2 separate regions of the Rattus norvegicus genome follow, and region 2 is linked to region 1. A link is a contact called in public Hi-C data. All regions are on one chromosome and are shown on one strand. Each heading gives the region's core, a stretch centred on a gene start, on an enhancer-like site or on the middle of the called end of the contact. The rest is flanking DNA. Distances are from core to core; before and after follow the strand shown.

Region 1 (3,548 bases), core at 269-2,768:
TTACTATACTGTGGACGTGACCCCTTGTACCCCTTGTTTGGGTCTTTAGGCTCGGTGAAGAGATTGAAACTAAAAGCAACCTGAAAAGAAAACCACTACTAGAAGCATGCTAGTGGAGAGAGTTCAAAGCTCCTGGATCGGTACAGAGAGCCCTGCCCTTGGGAAGACTCTCTCTCTCTCTCTCTCTCTCTCTCTCTCTCTCTCTCTCTCTCTCTCTCTCTCTCTCTCTCCCCTAGATGGTGCAGGAGGATGCATAGCTAACAGTCACACTTGGTGGGAACTTCAGCTGAACCATCATATCATAAGGCAAGCTAATATTTATGGAGTACTGATGTGCTAGGTATTCTGTCTGCTTTACATCTGCCCTACTCATTGAGTCCCCAAGACAACTCCACCAGGCAGAAACTCTCATTCCCTTTTCTATGGACAGGGAAAGCAAAGTTCAATAAGCAATTTGCCTAAAGTCACACAGCTAGCAAGCTGTGCCAAGAATTAGAGATTGCAGTCCAGGTCTATGACTGAACCGTCTATACAATCCTTGCCCAGCAGTTGTTTTGTCTCTGCTTGCTTACCTCCAGGAATGAGGAGTTCATTATCTCTCAGGGTAGCCTGCTTTGGTTTCACACAGCCGTAGCTGGCAGACTCTTCTGGCAAGTTTACCCAAGTTTTAGTGACACAGACAGCACAATGATATAAATTTCCTGAAGATACAAGTAAGGAATATGTTATACAAATATTCATCTTGTTCATCCTTATACAGCAAAACTGAGGATTTCTTTGAACTCAGAGAAATCTTGATGCCACTCTTAGGGGGCTGGCATTCAGTCACACATCTCCTCTTATCACCGGATCCCCCAAGGGACCTAGGCTTCTTTGGTACCCCATGGTCCTAATGCAGTGGCTGAGAACAAGGCAGGGTTGAAGCAGGAAGTAAAATGGTTCTATCCACCTCAACATTCTTTTCAGCTGAGAACAGTGGGTAATCAGGCCTTGTCTCTAGTTGTAACCCAGAGCATCCACAGCACCCAGTGTATTGATAAGTGCTCAGTGATGCCAAATGAATGAATGAGCTCCAAGAGTGTGAAGTGCAAGCCTCCTCTCTGGCTGGCCTCAATTGCCTGGAAGAGTTAGTTTTGCATCCTGCATTGAGAGCCTTAAAAGCAGCATTTCCATGGTAACAAAGCATAGACTTGCCACTCTGTAGGGCCAAATTCTTTTCTGTCATACAGAATCTGAGCTCACTCCAGAAAAAAAAAATACCCCAAATGCCTCCAGTGTCTGAGTAGCAAGCAACTGTCAGTTGGGAGACCTGAGGAATAGGCACTGCCAAGGGCAGATCCCCCAGAGGATACCTCCTCAGGGAAGTTCTTGGGCCCATCAACCTCGCTGGAGTTTCCATGGTAACAACACTAGGCTAATGGGTTGCCAGGGTGACAGCGCGCTACTGCTAAGATTGCACGGGACTGGCCCACACAGGGCCACCGAGTTGAAAAGATGCTAATAACACCTTTCTGAGTCTCTATGACAACAACACTCAAACACCCTGTCGGCTTTGTCCTGAATGCAGATTAGACCCGTACCCTTCACCCTCAGCAAAGAATGTCCTGGAAGGTGGGCCCCCCAGCCCAGTGTGTTTTGGATTTTGCTCCTGCTCTTGCTTCCCAGAGGGAAGACCCAGATTTGTTTCCTTCCTCAGCCTCTCTCTGCTTACCAGTCTGATTCTCAGGGTGCCAGGTTGAAACAGCCTGGGTCTGGGGAACGGGGCTTGGCCTGTGTGAGCAAATAGAGCTTTGGCTACCTTCGGGGTCCCGTGCTTCTCTCACCGCGGCTGTTTTTAGGCTACTTGAGTTCAGGAGCAAAGCCAGAAGTGCCCTGCCAGACTTCTCAAACTCTTTGCAAATCCATAGCCTAGATAAATTGGATCAAAGCAAGATCAAAGCCCTCAGCATCAACCATTGAGTCTCATTCTTCTTCCTACCAGAGTCCCCTGGAGGCACCCACAATCCTGTGAGACACAATTTGAAAAGTCTCAACTTTGGATCATTTCGAACTTGGAATCTTTGACTTCCCAGGGACTACTCCCACTTGTAGGTTTTCTACCTGTTTGTGGAGTTAATTTCTAAAAAGAAAGAAAAGAAAGTGTGTTGGGGGGAAGGTTCCATGGTGGGGCAGGGCAAAAGCATTTAGGACAGACTTTCCAGAATTGACTTTCACACTTGTTATGAGCTAGTCAGTAGTTTAGGACATGCTTGCTGTGCCAGCCATAATGTCTTCTTCAGAACAAGCTATCAAGGCAGGCATGACTGGGTCCATTTAATGCAGAACAAAGGAAGCTCAAGGCAGGGAAAAGTGAACCCTGGTGCACCAGCCTGGGTGAACATCTCTTCACAAGGGGTGCTACTTAAGAGCTCCAGCCGAGAATTCTGTGAGCAGTGTTGACCTATGACCTCTCTCTGGTGACAATGAGCTGAAGCAGGTGGATTCATCCAAGTCATTAGAGACCCCTTACCCCCCGCCCCACCCCAGGCCCCTGTCATTATCCACATGCAACACACTGCCATGTCAGAGGGAAGCATTCTCTCTTCACGACGTTGTGCAGCTGCGGGCCATAAAAGGCATATGATTTTGTTAGGATGCGGATAGCTATGATGATTCCCAGTTACCATGGAAACTCAGGAAGGTGTATGCCCATCAATTGCATCAAAGGTCTGGACTCATTGGGTGTGGTAGTTCACACCTAAACTCCAAAGACTTGGAAAGCTGAGGCAGAGGCTCTACACAGCAGACCGTGTCTTAAATTGAACTCAAGTAAAATAGCAATTACAAAAAAAAAAAAAAGAAAGAAAGAAAGAAAGAAAGAAAGAAAGAAAGAAAGGAAAAAAGTTTTGTAGGGCTAGGAGAATGGCTCAAGCAAGCAAATCATTTGCTGTGCCGGTCTCATGACCTGAGTTCAATTTCTGTAGCCATGTAAAAGCGGAAGGAGAGACGTCTGCAGTTGTCCTTCTGACTCCCACATGTGCTGTGGCAACTGTGCACTTGCATGCATATCACAGCCACAACAATGAATAAAATTGATGTAAAAGGTCTGTAATTCTTCCTTCAGACTTGAGTAGCAGCACGATCACTTTCACACGTTCTGAATGTATGGACTTACAGGGCCGCATGTCTGACTCAGGAGTCTGGTGGACGCAGCCCCTTCTTTGACCCCTCAGCAAGGGCAAAGTGTGTACGCTTTTCCAGGACTTTATCTGGACTGCATTGGCACCGAGCTTCCTCATGATGCAACCCTCCCCGCACCTCAACAGTCTTTTCTTTTTCCATTGAAATTTTCTTTTCTTTTTTTAAAATTTTTATTGGATTTTTTTATTTACAATCCAAATGTTATTGCCTTTCCTGGTTTCCTGTCCGTAAGCCCCCATCCCATCCTCCTCTCCTTCTTCTATAAGGGTGTTTCCCCTCCCCAAACACCCCTCATTCCTGCCTCCCTTCCATTGACATTCCTCTGCACTGGGGGGGGGGGTCCAGCCTTGGCAGGACCAAGGGCCTCT
Region 2 (3,528 bases), core at 350-2,849, 240 kb before region 1:
GTTAGAATTGTATTCACCTCCCCTTACACACACATTTTTATTCCCCTTTCGTCTCCAGGAATGTTTTGATCACCATCATTTTGAGACAGTTCAACAGCTCTCACCTACCTCATCTTCACTGTCACTCAAAGGGTAGTTGGTTGGCAAATCCATTAGATCGTCCTGCTGGCTCAAAGCCAGAAGGCTGTTTTAAAAAGACAACATAGAAACATGAAACAACTCTTCTAATTAAAATAACCTTTGAACAAACAGTTCTCAACCTGGGGGTCAAGACCCACAGGGGCCAAAAGGTCCTCTCCCATGAGTCACATATCAGATATTATGCACGTTACAATTAAAAACAATAGCAAAATTTCAGTTATGAAGCAGCAAAACTTTATGGTGGTGGTGGGGTTGTCACCACAACATAAGGAACTGCAGGGCTGCAGCATTAGGAAGGTTGAGAACTACTGGTCTAAAATATCAGTTTGTTCAGTTCTAAGTATTCTTATCTGAGAAGAGGTGCAAAAACAAAACAGAAGGTAATTAGTTAAACTGTCTTAGAAGGGAGTCAGGTATCACTTCCAAGATGACAATATCGGCATGGGAAAGACAACATTGGTTAGTGGCTAATACTATATTTCTATTACTTACGGTGCTTCAATTTCCCATTGACGATACTGCTGTCCTTTGAGGCAAAGGTAGTTTCCTAATTAACCATTTAAACGTGGTTTTTGGTTTTTCTTTTGAGAGTTTTTCTGTGTAGCGTTAGGTGACCTGGACCTTGCTTTGTAGACCAGCCTGACTTAGAACTCACAGAGCCTGCCTCTGCCTCCCAAGTGCTGGGATTAAGACATGGGTAACCTTTTAAACATTCTACTGATGCTTCTATGCATCTCTCACCGGTCAGGTGCCTTGATTAAGTGCAACTTATTGAAACTTTAACCGTGATAATTTGTTCCCAGAACTGGGGAAATAGGGGAATGATTGAAACCAACGAGTAAACGGGTGCTTAATGTGATTAGAATTTAGGAAGAGTCTACTAACACTTACCAGTGGATCTCGGTATTTACTAGGCAAACATTACCAAATGGACTACATTTAGATTTTCTAAGATTGAGGGGTAACACAGGAAATACCAGAGGGGAGGAAACACTGTGGATGACTCTCGTACAACTTGGCAGAAACACTGTGGATGACTCTCGCACAACTTGGCACTCAACTGCCTGCGCAGGTCGCGCGTGGCAGCGGCAGAAAATGGGCACGTGACAAAGGGAAATCAACAGTAACTTTAAAGGAAATCGATAATAAATCTGCCAAGAGGCAGACGATCATCAGGCCTAATAGCGATGCAACTTAAGAGCCGAGAAACAGGAGCGAAATCTATTTAAATTAAGGGGCTTTAGGATTAATCGCCGATACATTAACTATTGGCAGGGTCTTGGGAGGCGAATCTCAAACAAACTACTGTTTGTTAGAAGATGGCTTCCACTTCCCTAAATGCAGGAAATTCAGCCCTCAAATATACCCGGGAATCTCCTTTCCCTTTTACGTCTTACCCCTTCGTAGCTTTGATCGCGCTCATCTTAGTAGCCGGTAACTCACATGGGTCAAGAACGGAAGCCAAAGAGAGAGCAACCTCTTTGCCTGCCGCAAAGCAATTTTTGCTTCCGCCAATCACGCACGACATTCTCGTCATTTCCGCCCAGGGAGAGGTTTGCAAAGTATTGGCGGCGCTTCAGGATTGGTCGATGTTAAAACCCGGCTGCCTGCCAGTGGGCCGTACTGTCCGTGGGTGGGACTTGGCAGTCCCAATTCTTGGAGGTTTGAAGCTTACCTGTGTTATTTTCCCCGCGTTTGGTTTTCTTGCCGTCCAAGATTAGTGAGGTGAGGGCGAGGTTGTAATGCTGTCAGGGACGGAGCTAAAACCAAAACCAAACAAAGCGTCCAGAGCCAAGCCCCGTTGGACTCTGTCACACAACTCAGGACTGGCCAGCTCCAGACTGTGTTGAACTCCCGCATAGTGGCCAGAAAGATCTCGGAGACGTCCGAGACGTGAACAGAGCAAGTTTCTTTCCATCTTAAGGGAAATTCCTTTTGATCCGGTGTACAGGCGATTGCAGATCACTGTTCCCTTTTACTATACAAGAAAATGTCACTCAAGAATGAGATATGAGGCAGAAAGGTCTCTTCAACTACATCTGGTGCAACATAGTAGGACCCTTACACACACACACACACACACACACACACACACACACACACACACACGTTTTATCCGGGCCAAAGCTCGCTGGCAGACTGTAGCACAGGCATGAGGCACAAGGTCCTATTACGACAGTTCGTATATAGTTCTGGCTAGCCTTAGTTTGGTGACCCCGTTGCCTCAGTACTCCACCTGCTGGGATTACATGCTTGTACCACGTCTGGCATACTGATTTTTAAATAAATATATCTATGTGTGTGAGCTCACTTGTATGTGTATATGTGTACACTGCACATATTGAAATCAGAACAACTTGTAGTAATTTCTTCCACCATCAGGCTTCAGGGGATTAGATTTAGGTTCTCAGGGTTGCAGGTCAAATGCATTTGGCCAGCCTGAGACTTCTTGCATAAAAATATTCTTGCCCTTAAGTCCAAGTGGATCAAGGACCTCCACATCAAACCAGATACACTCAAACTAATAGAAGAAAAACTGGGGCAGCATCTTGAACACATGGGCACTGGAAAAAATTTCCTGAACAAAACACCAATGGCTTATGCTCTAAGATCAAGAATCGACAAATGGGATCTCATAAAACTGCAAAGCTCCTGTAAGGCAAAGGACACTGTGTTAGGACAAAACGGCAACCAACAGATTGGGAAAAGATCTTTACCAATCCTACAACAGATAGAGGCCTTATATCCAAAATATACAAAGAACTCAAGAAGTTAGACCGCATGGAGACAAATAACCCTATTAAAAAATGGGGTTCAGGGCTGGAGAGATGGCTCAGTGGTTAAGAGCACTGACTGCTCTTCCAGAGGTCCTGAGTTCAAATCCCAGCAACCACATGGTGGCTCACAACCATCTGTAATGAGATCTGATGCCCTCTAATGATGTGAAGACAGGTACAGTGTACTTATATATAATAAATAAATCTTAAAAAAAAAAATGGGGTTCAGATCTAAATAAAGAAGTCACAGCTGAGGAATGCCGAATGGCCAGAAACACCTAAAGAAATGTTCAACATCTTTAGTCATAAGGGAAATGCAAATCAAAACAACCCTGAGATTTCACCTCACACCAGTGAGAATGGCTAAGATCAAAAACTCAGGTGACAGCAGATGCTGGCGAGGATGTGGAGAAAGAGGAACACTCCTCCATTGTTGGTGGGATTGCAGACTGGTACAACCATTCTGGAAATCAGTCTGGAGGTTCCTCAGAAAATTGAACATTGAACTGCCTGAGGATCCAGCTGTACCTCTCTTGGGTATATACCCAAAAGATGCCCCAACATATAAAAAAGACACGTGCTCCACTATGTTCATAGCAGCCTTATTTAT

What was found. Hi-C and Micro-C count contacts between places; a contact is called where the count stands out from the background.
Region 2: a contact with region 1 is called in a Hi-C map of frontal cortex, with 2.3 times the contacts expected there. The contact joins the promoter of Utp14a here to the enhancer-like site in region 1.

What each region holds. Positions count from the first base shown.
Region 1 is chrX:132,071,346-132,074,893 of GRCr8, reverse strand. It overlaps LOC134484146 (a long non-coding RNA gene), which reads right to left. Exons shown (of 4, transcript XR_010061552.1): 3 at 573-701. It also overlaps a transcript of Apln not described here. Among named protein-coding and RNA genes, the nearest start is that of Apln, 18 kb to the left of the region's middle. Within about 2 kb of position 1,518, at least 7 of the 93 cell types and tissues checked have an H3K27ac peak or open chromatin away from gene starts, as enhancers often do.
Region 2 is chrX:132,315,311-132,318,838 of GRCr8, reverse strand. Utp14a (UTP14A small subunit processome component) reads right to left here and starts at 1,599. Exons shown (of 15, transcript NM_001014113.2): 1 at 1,539-1,599; 2 at 109-184. The coding sequence starts at 1,564.